2 separate regions of the Canis lupus genome follow, and region 2 is linked to region 1. A link is a contact called in public Hi-C data. All regions are on one chromosome and are shown on one strand. Each heading gives the region's core, a stretch centred on a gene start, on an enhancer-like site or on the middle of the called end of the contact. The rest is flanking DNA. Distances are from core to core; before and after follow the strand shown. Region 1 holds the start of GALNT10 (polypeptide N-acetylgalactosaminyltransferase 10). Region 2 has its middle 31 kb from the start of FAM114A2.

Region 1 (6,610 bases), core at 1,629-4,128:
GGCCATCATCAACTTGGTGCACTTGAGGAATACAGCAAGAAGACCAGTGTAACTAGAAGGGAAGGAGAGAGAACAAAGTCTAGAAATCAGGTCAGATCATGTAGGGCCTCATGAGCTATGGTAAGGATTCTCACAGATTATTGTAACATATAAGGAAGTCCCAGGCAAGTTCCCAGGAGCAGAGTGAGCCTCCTCTTTGTAAAAGGATTGCTCCAGCTACTGTTTCTAGCATTGTGCTTCTGCTGTAAAGGCACATAAAAGAATTTTGCAACATTATCTTCACCTCCAGGAACTTCCACTTTTGTCAGAGATAGATGGAAATTCAATTATATAAATACTGTGTTATCAACCACAGTATAAAAAGGATAGGGGTCTTTATAGCAGCATGAATAACGATAGCCAAAAGACGGCAATAATCCAAATGTCCAGGCATGGATGAATGGATAGACAAAGTGTGATGTATACATACAATGGAATATTACTAAATCTTCAAAAGGATTGAAATTCTGAAACATGCTGTAACATGGATGGGCCTTGAAAACATTATGCTAAGTGAAATAAGCCAAACGCAAAAGGACAGATATTGGATGATTCTACTTACATGAAGTACATAGTTAAACAACTGGAATGTATGTAATGCCGCTGAATGGTTAAAATTGTAAGTTTTATGTTATGTACATTTGCCACTGAAATAATTTAAAAAACACAGTTCTCAAGGCATAGAGCTAAGATCTAGAGGTAAAAAAGTGAGCCTTCTGGGTAAAGGCAACAGCAAGTGCAAAGGCCCAGAGGCAGGAAACAAGCTCGACAGCAAGAAGGCAAATGGGCTGGGGGATAATGAAAGAAAAGGTGACGGTTATTCATATATGGCCTTGTGAGATCTTACAGTTTCTTACAGAAATCCAGGAGATGGGAAACGACTGGAGGGATCTGAACAGAGGGGTGATGCTATCCACCCTTTGTTAAAACAGGATGATCATTCTGATAGCAGCTTTCTTTAATGAGTCGCATTTGCAAATACGGGTAAGAAAAGCACTTACTTCACAGGGTAGCTAACTGTGAGCATTAAAAGAGGTAGCGTGTGTCAAGGGTTTAACATGGTGCCTGGCACAGAGTTAAGCCTTCAATAAAAGGTCAGCATTACTGTAGCAGAAATTCAAAGAAAGAGCAGCCCTCTGAGGAGTTTTGGAGGCGTTCCTGGAGGAGGTAGCAGTTCAGCTAGACATGGAAGGATAACAAAGACTTCTATCAACACAGATGTGGAAGAGGAGAGGGCTTTTGGGGTGGAAGGAACTTCATGGACGACAGCACATAAAGGAAAACAGCCATCAACAGGCAGGACAGGCCAGAGATAAGGCAGGAAGTGTCAGTCAACTCTGGAGCTTAGGTGATGGGAGCTTTAAAGGTTGTGGAGATGCCCAGATCCAGGCTAGAATTTCAGCAGAATTGAATCCCCATCGCTCAGCCTGGAGCTGGAAGACTGGGGAGGACGTCAGGACGGGTGGTCCAAGGCCGGGGGTGGCTGGGCACGGAGGTCAGAGAATGAAGAGGACGCAGGTGGCTGCGGGTGGCGAAGAGGAAGGCAACCGAGAGGGCGCGTCATCCCGCGCCATCAGAGAGGAAGCAATTAAGCGGAGGGCACCGAGGAGCCACAGGCGTCCCCGTCCCCGTCCCCGTCGGAGTCAGCTCTGCAGCCCTTCACAGAGCCCAGGCGGCTCGACTTCCTCAGAGCCCTCATCAGGGTTACAGACCCACTCCCTCGCCTAATGCAATTATGCATTTTTTGTTTCAGCTCCCAGACTACAGGGCTCGAGCCTGTTTTCACTTCACCCCGGTGCCTGGCACAGCGTCTGGCCCTCGGAAGGCATTCACCAGCGGCTTGCTGGTTGCTGACCGGGAAACAGAAACGGACCAGAGTGTTCCAGAAAGGGCTCCGTGAGCTCAGCGCGCCCAGAAGTACTCACTGGCCCGGAGGGCATCCCAACTGCACGGAGACTGGGCTTGCGTGAGAAGGGCTCCTGCAGAGGCTCGGGTCCCCTCCCGCCGCTCGGCCGGACAGCGGTCGGGTGGCAGGAGGGCGCAGCACGCGACAGCTTACAGAGAGCGTGCACAGCCAGCGCCAGGGACCCGGACCCCGAGGGCAAGACAACTAGGGCCCGCCGCAGAGCCGCGCGCGGGGAGCACAGCTGCGGCTCCATTTCCCGCCTGGGACCACCGAGTCCCCGGAGCAAAGTTGGTCCTCCGAGCCGAGCCGAGGGGGTGGGCGGCCGCAGCCCCGAGCCCCCCCACCCCCGCGGGCCGCGCGCGAACTCCCGGGGGGATCCGGAGCAGAGCTCGCGGACAGAGCTCTGGGAGGGGGTGGGGGACCCCGCGCGCCCCCGCGCGCCCCCGCGCACCCCCGCGCACCCCCGCTCCGCCCGCACCAGTTAGCGCCCAACTCGCCAACTCCGGGACTTTGGCAAAGCTGCCGCGGGCGGGGCGGGGCCGAGGAGCGGGCCGCACCATCGCGGCGCGACAGGGGGAGGCGCTCGGCCCCGGGGGCCCCCTCCGCGCCGGGGCGGGCGGGGAGGAGCGGCGCGGGGGCCGGGGCGCGCGGCCCGCGGGGCGCGGCAGGCGAGGCGCGGGGGGGCGGCGCGGGGCGCGCGGCTCGGCGGGCGCGGGGCGGCGGCGGCGGCGGCGGCGGCGGCGACACCCCCCCGCGGCGGCGGCGCGGTGGCCGGGCCCGGCTCCCCGGCCGGCGAGCGGCGGAAGTGCCGCGGAGTTGGAGCGGGGCCGGCGCCGCGGCAGCTCCTCGTCGCTGAGCTGCTGCCGCCGCCGGGCGGACGGGCGGACGCGCGGAGCCGGGGGCCGCGCGGCGGGGCCGGCGGGGCGCGGCGGGGCTCACCGGCCCCGATGAGGCGGAAGGAGAAGCGGCTCCTGCAGGCGGTGGCGCTGGTGCTGGCGGCCCTGGTCCTTCTGCCCAACGTGGGGCTCTGGGCGCTGTACCGCGAGCGGCAGCCCGACGGCACCCCCGGGGGCTCGGGGGCGGCGGTGGTCCCGGCGGCCGGACTGGTGAGTCCCCCCGGCTGCCGTGGGGGTGGGGACTCTGTCTCCCCGTCTTCCCCTGGAGCCTTCGGATCCTTGCTCCTCCTTTCCCTTTCTGTCTCCTCGGCGTGCGCCCCGGAGACTCTTCTGTTCTTCCCATTTTGGGGATTGGGAACATCGAGGCTCAGAGAGGACGGGAGCTTGTCCAGGGCCCCACGTCAGTCAGAGACAGAATCCGAACTAGAAGCCGAGACTCCTGTTGCTCAGTCTGGGAGGTCCGTCTTGTGCCTTAGGTGGGCATCCTCCTTTCTGTCCACGTCTGGTGTTCCTTTACCTCCCAGCATCTCTGGCTTGTGGAGGATCCTGCCTGCATCCCCTGTATCCCAGGACGACTCCTTCTTCTGGAACTGCCAGTCCTTCTATTTAGTGTCTGGGTCTTTGCAGCTTTCGCCCCCACCTGCTGATTCCAGTGTTCCTTAGTCAGGTCAGCCCCTTTCCTGTTTTCCCGTCTGCCCAAAGGGACACTAGGCCTCCTTCGTCTACCCATTAGTTTCCCCTCCCCCTCCTCACCCTCCCTCTTTCCCAGATCTGTGGGTTCCTTGGAGGATGCAAAGACCATGCTCCCCTTGAAGCTTCAGGTCCTCCTGGAGGGGGGAGCGCCTGGTTCTTGGGGGGCCTCCTGCCTTTTACCTTACGGGAGTCTAGAAGAGTTCTAGTGGAGGGACCCCCCACAAATTTCCCAGAGGCTCTTTGTACCCAGTGTGCCCTGAGAGTGGAACATCAGGTACCTTCCTTATCCCTTCTCAGAGTACCCATGATCCCTTTGAACTTGTCCAATTTGACTAGGTGTGTTCCTTCTTGCAGCCAAGCCTGGGATCTTAATTGTTCTTGCTTCCTCTGAACTCCCCCACGTGTGTGTGTGTGTGTGTGTGTGTGTGTTGTGTCACTCGTGCCTATAGACTGATAATGGTAGAAGCTCTGTTAGAGCACTCCTACCTTCCCCGCTCCTGGCTCAGTAGGTGCCGGTGAGTGTATACGTGCTTGACCTGTTTCACGCAGTGGGACATTTCAGGTTCTCTTCTAGGATTTCCTGGACCCCATGCGACATGGAAAATTTGTCCATCGGGGTCAAACTTGGCTGATGAGGGAAGAAGCTGACTTTAGAGGTTGATGTTTTTCCTCTCTTCCTGGTATCAGGCTGCTGTCTGGGCAGTCTGGCGTCTTGAGCACAGAGGGCTGCTGGCCACAGAGATGACCAATATGAGTACAGCCTGTCACTCTCCTAATTGTTGCAAACCATCCTGGAGGGTCTCGTTGATCTCTTTGGTAGATCTTAATGTGTGGAAATTAAGCTTCTCAACTTCTTCACTAAACCTCTGGTTCGAACCCTGACAGCCATATTAGACCTCTTTGCCTTAAGTTTTTGTTTTTGCAAAAAATATTTTATTATGTATTCATTTGAGAGAGAGAAAGAGAAAGAAAGAGAGAGACAGAGTGAGCACAGGCAGGCGGAGAGGGAGAGGGAGAGGGAGAAGCAGGCTCCCCGCGGAGCAGGACCTGGAGATCATGACCTGAGCGAAGGCAGATGCTTAACCATCTGAGCCGCCCAGGCGCCCCCTCTTTGCCATAAGTCCTGTATGCATATGCAATTTTCCTTCATGAAATCGTTCTGCTGTTCCCACCCTATGGCAGCATCAGTGGCAGGAGGTCAGGGTTCCATCCTCGGCACTACCATTAACTTGCTGTGTGTGTCCTGGATCACCTCTCATCTCCCTCTCTGAGCCTCCGTTTGCCATCTGTAAAATGTGGTTATTGGTCCAGCTCCAGCATTGTGAAACCATCAGTGCATCAATCAGAAGTACAATGGCCACTTCTTTTTTCTTTCCTGAGGGCAGGGGTCCCTTGTAGCATCTGGAGCTGTGGGGGCTCCATCCTGGACACAGCCCCAGGTCAAGGGGGGACTGTCCTGCCCAGTACTAACTCTCCTTTGGAATAGCTGTAGCCAGTTCTAAAATAGCTCATGACATTCTGCCTCTGCCTGGAGAAAGCCCTCGTATTTCATTTGCCGTGGATGCCAGAGACATCCTGATTTTCATTTTCTATAGACCCAGATGTGTAGAGAGAAGGTCAAGGTTAACTGCCAGTTTGGCCTGAGCTTTCAAAGTAAATTACTCACTTGTGCAAGAGGGAATTGATGGAGTAAGGCAGCCTTTTGGGCAAAGAGAGAGGGAACCAACAGCTGGGCACTGCTTGGAGCCCTTAACTGGAAGGGACAGATAGGCTCGTCTGGGAAGGTCTAGTTCTTGCTCATTTCTTTTGCTCTGGAATATCATGACGAGGAGGTGAGGAAGAAGACATGAAGGGATGTGGTGGTGGTTCCCAGGGGGTACTGATGGAATATCCTTGCTTAAAGAAACTCTCTTTGCTTCCTGGGAGTAGCAGAAAGGAGCTGTTTCCCCAACGATAAGCTCTACTAGGTGCTGTAGGATTCAGCATTCATCGGCTGCCTTTCAGGAATACTCTGCCAAATTTCCACACAGCCACTTTTTGTGTCCCTCTCCTGCAGATGCACAGCACTGGGCTTGGCCCCCAGTCCCTTGTCTGAATGTCAGCTGGCCTTGAGGGAGGAGGCTGACTTCTCAGAGTGATGGTGTTCTATCCCTCATCCCAGGGCACTGGAACGTGCACGTAACACATCAGTCTGCTATCTGCGAAATCTGGCATCTTGAGCACACGGGGCTTCTTTTGACAGGGCTGACCAGTTCTGAGCTCAGCTTGCTGCTCTTGTAATTGTGGAAAATTATCCCAGAGCACCTCGTTGATCTTTCTGGTAGAAATAACTGCAGAGGCTCTGGAGGGAAGTCTGACAGGACTCTATCCAAATGCCTAATACATTCCTTGTGGGTTGGAGGGTTAACATATTCCTTGTTAGAGCAGTCCTTTAACTCCTTGACTTCTCCACTGGATTGAAGAATAAAGGATTTAAAGTTAAGAGCATTTGTCATCTGCTAGAAAGTCAGTCTATAGAACTGTCATGTTAGCTCATCCTAGGTATACCTCTGGAGTGGGGTAGGGCAGCTGATTTATAAAGGACACATAAATGCTTTTAGGATTTCAGCATTCATCTGATCAGATGGCTGGCTTCTCAGAGAGTTGTAAAACCGAGCAAGAAAATTTCGTCCTGAAGCCATCTTCATTTTAACTTAGGGGTCCCTCTCATTCCTAGCCCCAATCTGCTTAATATCTTGCATTAATCCTGCAGTCTGTTTCATATTCCAGATCTGGGAACTGGCTATTGAACACCTATGTTAGGAAACGTGATGCAGCCCCTTCCTATTTGAGAGCCATAATCTCTTGTGAGAAATGACTTCATTGGATAATAGTGACTGTAGAATAGAAATTGGTAGGATAATAGAATACGAAGGACTTTAATTTTCAAGTATCGAGAGTTTTCCTCATTGTGTCAGAGCTGGACTTTATTCTTAGAATATCCAGAAATCAATACCTCACCTAGTGGCAGAGCCTTACCCATCAGAAAGTTAACTACCATAGAAATGTAGCCTTAGAATGATGTCTTTAATTTTCC
Region 2 (6,481 bases), core at 3,277-5,776, 110 kb before region 1:
TGTAAAATAAGTTCTTAAAAGTTTTAAAACCCAGCGTAGCATCCTCATACATGTTCACAAAGCCATAAGCTTGTCACTGCTAATGTCAGATCTCCAAAAGACCTCCTTCCATAGAGTGGCTATCTTACTGGACAACATAGGTACAATCAATACCTTGAAAGGTATCATTAATCTTTATTGTGAAGATAGGTGATAACATAGCAAAGTCCTTAACAATTCTCTGAAACCCCATAGTTACCTGATAGATGGTGGCTATCAATCATATTGCCTTTATCCTTGCGAACAACCAGTCAAGAATTTATCCCCAAGACCTGAGGCTAAATGTAACTAAAGTCAGTGGGTTGACACAATATTAGTACACTTTAGGTGGCGTTGTTTTCAGGATACTCAGCCCTTTGTTTAAAAGGAATGTCTGGTGGGACAGGAAAGTCCTTTTAAGGTAGTAAAGGAAAAAATACAAAGCATTATGCCTCAATATTAGAAATTTTCTCTGGCTAGTTCTCCAAGAAGCCTTGACATTTTCAATGGCAAAAATCAATCCATCACTGGTAGGTGTTAATCTGAACACTGGGAGATCCCTGGGTGGCGCAGCGGTTTGGCGCCTGCCTTTGGCCCAGGGCGCAATCCTGGAGACCCGGGATCGAATCCCACGTCCGGCTCCCGGTGCATGGAGCCTGCTTCTCCCTCTGCCTGTGTCTCTGCCTCTCTCTCTCTCTCTGTCTGTGACTATAATAAATAAATAAATAATAAATAAATAAAATAAAAAAAAATCTGAACACTGGGAGAAAAGGAATTGCCAATTTAGAAAAAGCAGTGTTGGTTTCAAATTTGGCAAGTCATGAAACAGGATTTGAAGGAACCCTGAGCCAGGGATTCATTCATTCATTCAACAAATAAACATTTGCATCCTGTTAGGTACAAGGCGGGGTTCCAGGTTGCAGGGGTACAATGTGAACCAAACAGATAAGAGGCCATGTGATCTTGGACAAACCTCTTGCCCTTCTTGGACTTTACCTTTAACATCTTTAAAGTAAGCTGCCTAACCTACATTACCTCACAAGTGTACTACCACGTTCTGACTAGTGGGTTCTGTATTAGTTTTCTTGGGCTGCCAGAACAAATTACTCCAAATGTGGTGGTTTAAGATAATAGGAATTTATTCCCTCACGGTTCTGGAAGTTAGAAGTCTGAAATCAAGCTGTCAGCAGGGCCATACTCTTGAGGCTCTAGAGACAATCCTTCTTCACCTGTTCTAGACTTCTGGTCTTGCCAGAAATCCTTGGTGCTCCTGGACTTGTAGCTGTATCACTCCAATCTCTGACTCCATAGTCACATGGCATTGTCCCTGAGGGTCTGTCCGTATCTCTGTTTTCTTTTATAAGGACAACAGTCATTGGAGTAGAGCCACCCCTCGCCCCTCAATCCAGTATGACTTATCTATAACTTTGCCATTATACCTGCAAAGGCGTATTTCCAAATAAGGTCACATTCTAAAAGTCCAGGTGGACATGAAGTTTGCAGGGGGTGGTGGTGGCGGGGGGGAGACTATTCAGCTATTTCCTTTTGCTTCTACCAAGGATATAGACTGTTATAGCAGTGCCCATTAGCAGACACTGAGCTGGTCACGCAGCCTGCAGAGATCGTGCAGAGAGGGGCCCTCCATGAAGAAGAGGCAGGGAGTAGAGCTGAATATCAAGGCTGCTAGCAAAAGAAGGGAGCATGTTTAATAGAATCAAGGAGACTGTGCCTTGTAGATAGGTACAACAGGATGAGCACAGCTACATTGAACACCCAGGATGTTCCAGGCAGTAAACACTTCTGTACAACAGCAACATTGTGCTGGGGTGACAGAGTAAAGAATAAGATATCCAGAAGTTTCTCTCAGTTATAACTGGGAAATCTTATAATAGTGCTGTCGTCATGATGACTTTTAATTGACAGTTGGTTTCTTTGGGACAGTTTTGAGTCATTTCATTTCTTCTAGATGAGCACCAAAACCCCAAGCATTTAGAAGGGTGTCCCACATGCAGGGAGCCTGACAGCTAGGCTTCAGAGCAGGGGCCAAAGGCTCTAGCTCTGAAGGTGACTCCAGGATGGAACCTCTGCTCTCCCATCACACTGGCTGTGTCTTTGGGAACATTAGTTCATTTCTCAGCACTCAAGCTCTGTTGTCTATAAATTGAGGATAATAATAGAACTTTCTCTAGAATTGTGGAGAGGAGGAAATGTTGAAAGGAAAATAATTCATGTACAACATTAAACACAGTGCCAGGAGCATAAAAATGTGCTTAATAAATGTTTGTTGTTATTAAAATATCTATTAATTTCTCCCTGTGCTGGAAGATCTTTCCTAACAAAGGTAGAAATATGTTGTTATTTCTCATATTAAAAAGGGGGGGGGGGCGCCTGGGTGGTTCAGTGGTTGAGCATCTGCCTTCAGCTCAGGGGTGACCCCCAGGGTCCTAGGATCAAGTCCCACATCGGGTTCCCTGCAGGGAGCCTGCTTCTCCCTCTGCCTATGTCTCTGCCTCTGTCTCTGTGTCTCTCATGAGAGATTTTAAATTTTAAATTTTAAAATCTTTTAAAAAGGGTTGGGGGAGGGCCTTTCTTGACCCTGTTCTCCTCCAATACCCTCCCTTTACAGCAAAATCCTGGAAAAGACTTATTTATCCTCTGTGTCTCCAGCTGCTCTTCTCCTATTCTGCAGATAGGCTTTGACCCTCTCCCAGCCCCTCCACTGACATTGTTCCCAGTCACTGTGGTCCCCATGACCTAGATGCTATTAAGTCTGGCAGCCAATTCTCAATCTTCATGCTGTGTGATGGGTCAGTAGTTTATGATCATTGATCATTCTCTCTTTCTTGAAATACATTCTCACTTGGGTTCCTGGGACACCACTGGCTCTTGGTTCTCTTCCTACTTCTTTTCTTCCTACATTGAAGTGCCCCTACGGCTTCCTCAGCCTTCTCTTTTTTTTTTAATCTACACTCCCTCCCTAAATATCCCACCATTTGGCTTTTCAACATCATCTATCACTGACAGCTCACAACTTGGATGTCCAGGCTGGCCATCTCCCTGGAGCCTATTCAGCATCTCCATTTGGCTCTCGAACAGATTTCTCAAACTTAACACGTTCAAAATCAAACTCCTGATTCCCCTGCTTAAGGAGACCTATCCCTCCCACAGTCTTCCCCACTGTATCAAATGGAAACCACATCATTCCAACAACTTTCTCTTACACCCTGCATAGAACTCATCAAAAATCCTGATAGGATACCTTCAGAGTACATCCAGGATCTGACCACTTTTCATCACCTCCACTGCTGTCATTCCAATCCAAGCCGTCATCGTGCCTTACAGCAGTAGCCTCCCAACTGAGCTCCCTGTTTCCTCCCTTGGCCCCCTTCACCCTATTCTCAAGCCAGAAGCCAGGGACCTCACGCTTGGCTGCACCTTTGAATTACCTAGAGAGTTTTTAGAAATGTCATTGCCCAGCCCATAGCTCAGATCGGAATCTCTGGGGGGTAGGGCTAGGGCACAAGTACATTTTTATTAAAATCATATCATGGCACTCCTCTGCCCCAAACTACCAACAGCTTCTCATAAGAAAAATGAAAGTGTTTGACTCTGACAAAACAGTGGGGCCTCTCAGGCCCTGAAGCAGTGGTTTTCTGACTGTAGCGGCAGCAGACTCAGCAGGAGGGCTTGTGAAGACCCGTGCTGCTGGAGCCCACTCACACAGTTCCCCACTCAGTGGGTCTGGGGTAGAGCCTGGCGATTTGCATGTGAAACAAGCTCACAGGTGACACTGAAGCTAGGCTGGGGACCCATTGCCTTCTGCCATCTGACCCCAAAGCTTCTCAGCATCTCCTGCTGCTCTTCTCTCAACTGGCCTCCTTGTCCCTGAAACAAATGCGGGTAACCCTCCAAGGACTTTCATTCCTGCCCTTTTACCTAGCTGGATGCTCCTCCCCATCTCTCTCAATTCCTTCTTAGAGATCACCTCATTAGTGAGGCTTTTCTGACCACCTGATTGAAAAGTGTTGCCCTTCTTCCCCTCATGACCCAACAACCCCTCTTCCCTGCTGAATTCTTCTACAGTTCTGAGCATCCAGCATCTATGTGCACATACATGAATGTATATTTTCTGCCTCCCCAGCTGGTGCATTAAAGTGTAATAAGTGAAAGGGTTTTGTTTTGTCTGCTTGTGTGTTCACAGTGTCTAGAACCATGGCTGGCACACAGTAGGTCTCAATAAATACAAACAAAAAGACTAAAAAAAAAAACAAAACAAAACCCAGAAACTTAGTGGGAAATCAGACAAAAGTGCCTGTAGTTCTGTTGATGGGCACAAGGGGCCGCCGTTGGGTCGCAGAAAGGACAGGAAGTCGCTGCTGCCCTTCCTCCTGCTGCCGGCCCTCCTAATACAGTCCTGAGTGGAAACAGCAGACAGGCACCAGGGTGGCCAACCAGGCCCAGCTGGGTGGGAGCAACGTTATTATCTCCTAAAGCCACATGGCCAACACCAAGCCAAGCAGCTCCCGGAGATCAGCTGCAACCCATACTCAGGAAGCTTTTGGAAGGGAACATATCAGGGTGGGTGCATTTCCACAAGTCCCCAATGAGGGTTGATAGTCACCAGCTCCTAGTGAAGTACTGAGGGGTAGGAGTTGGCCTGGGGCAAGAAGACACAGCCCAGGGTAGGAATTAGTCTGGTAGGATTAGTCATAACCACTCGGAGTTTAAGTCCAAAAACCAAATTTCCAAGAGTTCCCGTGGGGCTAGATGAAGCGCTTAGCTTGAATACATCCCTTTCTCAGTCTGGCATGTTCCAAGGCCCACTCTCTCCCCTTTCCTCAGTACTGTAGCCGTCTATCTGTCCACATGCACATACAGACACCCAAAGGCTCCAAAGAGAAGCCATTTTAATTCTCTATGACACCGTGGATTAAAGCTCTGGGCTTGGGAATTCAAAACAAAACCAAACCAAAAACACCTTCAACCGTGAGGACTTCTCTTAGTTGCAGAGAGTGGTCAGCACGTACCTCACAGGTGAGTCATGCTGATGAAATCCTGTGAAAGCTCCTCATGAACCAGCCACACGTCAGTGGGGTTGTCTGATGATGGTGGGAGCAACTTCTTAGCTTTCACAAAGGGCACATAACACCAGCGGGGATTTATCAGAAGACCCTCCCCCCCACCCACCCACCCAGCTGTAGACGTCAGGGAAGCCACAGTTTGATTTGCATACTATTTAAGAATAACATGAATTATAATAATGCCTAAAAAGGATGGAGCCTTCGCTATGGGCCTATGAGCCCATTTCATACTTGAAAGTTCATTTCATCCTCACAACACATCTCTGAGATTAGGGCTATTCTAATCCCTCCTGGCACAGGTAAGGAAGCTAAGACTCAGAGAGGTTAAGCAACTTGCCTTAAGTAACAGGCTAATAAATGAGATTGGGACCCAGGCATCCTCTCCCCTTCCCCCTCCTCCTGCACCAAAACCTTTTGAGTAAGCTAGAGGGATAGTGATATCTGACTCCTTTATAAAATGGTAGCACAATGTAGGGGCCCAGCCTGGGACTGTAGGGTCACACAGACCTGGTATGCATCCCAGCTCTTCTACCTCTGAGCTGTATAAACTTGGGCAAATGATTTCTCCTCTCTAAGCTATTGTAAAATGAAGATACTATTTCCCTGGGAGTGTTGTTGTGAGCACTAAATGAGATAATACATAAAGCACCGAGCCAGATCCTGTCAGAGGAGATGTCCATTTAATATTAATAGTCCACCGATTCCTCATTAAAGATGACAAAAACCTAAAGCATCAAGAAGCTAAATCTTAGTTGACATTACCCAATGCGTCCTCTTAGACGTTGTGGTCAATCCCTGGGCCATCTCTAGATAAGATTTTGTCTTTGCTGCAGTTGGTAGTCAGTGATCTCACCTATTTTCCTCAGTTCTCTCTTAGGCAATTCCTGATCTCCCTGGAAGGTGGAACCCACCAGAAGCCTTTGCCCACCCTGCTCTTGCTGGCCCTTCTTTCCTGCCCTCTCTCCAGAGATCAAAAAGAAGAGATGGGACTAGGAGAGATGAGAAGCCGCCTTGGTCACCAGGAGAATGAAGGTGAAAAGGGACATTGTGGAGGGGAGGCCACACCTGTACTCCAGTCAAGAGCCTTTTAGCTCTAAGCCACCGACTTGGGCACAGCAAGATTCACTTCGTGACGCAGCCTAGAACCTCATCTGGGATGAGAGCTGAAAAAATCCTCAGAGATTATTTCATTTTCAGCAAAGCTTCATGCTTGGTAGATGAGGCGTCACAGGGCGATTAACTTGCCTGGGGTCTCACTTTAGCAGAGCTGCCTCAGCACTCCGGGGTCCTGGCTCTCCAGACTCTTTGCCTTGTACCACTTTGAATCCCATGACCCCACCATTCTCTGCAAGGTGGTTGCCCTGGAACTTAGCATGGCCAAG

The links. A called contact is a pair of places that touch in the nucleus more often than the background predicts.
Region 2: a Hi-C map of skin fibroblasts shows a contact between it and region 1, with 2.4 times the contacts expected there. The contact joins the enhancer-like site here to the promoter of GALNT10 in region 1. A contact is called at or near these places in 4 of 9 Hi-C or Micro-C datasets (amygdala, blood, liver and 1 more).

What each region holds. Positions count from the first base shown.
Region 1 is chr4:56,353,747-56,360,356 of UU_Cfam_GSD_1.0, reverse strand. It overlaps GALNT10 (polypeptide N-acetylgalactosaminyltransferase 10), which reads left to right and starts at 2,878. Exons shown (of 12, transcript XM_038534954.1): 1 at 2,878-3,051. The coding sequence starts at 2,893.
Region 2 is chr4:56,461,381-56,467,861 of UU_Cfam_GSD_1.0, reverse strand. No RefSeq gene overlaps it. Among named protein-coding and RNA genes, the nearest start is that of FAM114A2, 31 kb to the left of the region's middle. Within about 2 kb of position 4,526, at least 2 of the 20 cell types and tissues checked have an H3K27ac peak or open chromatin away from gene starts, as enhancers often do.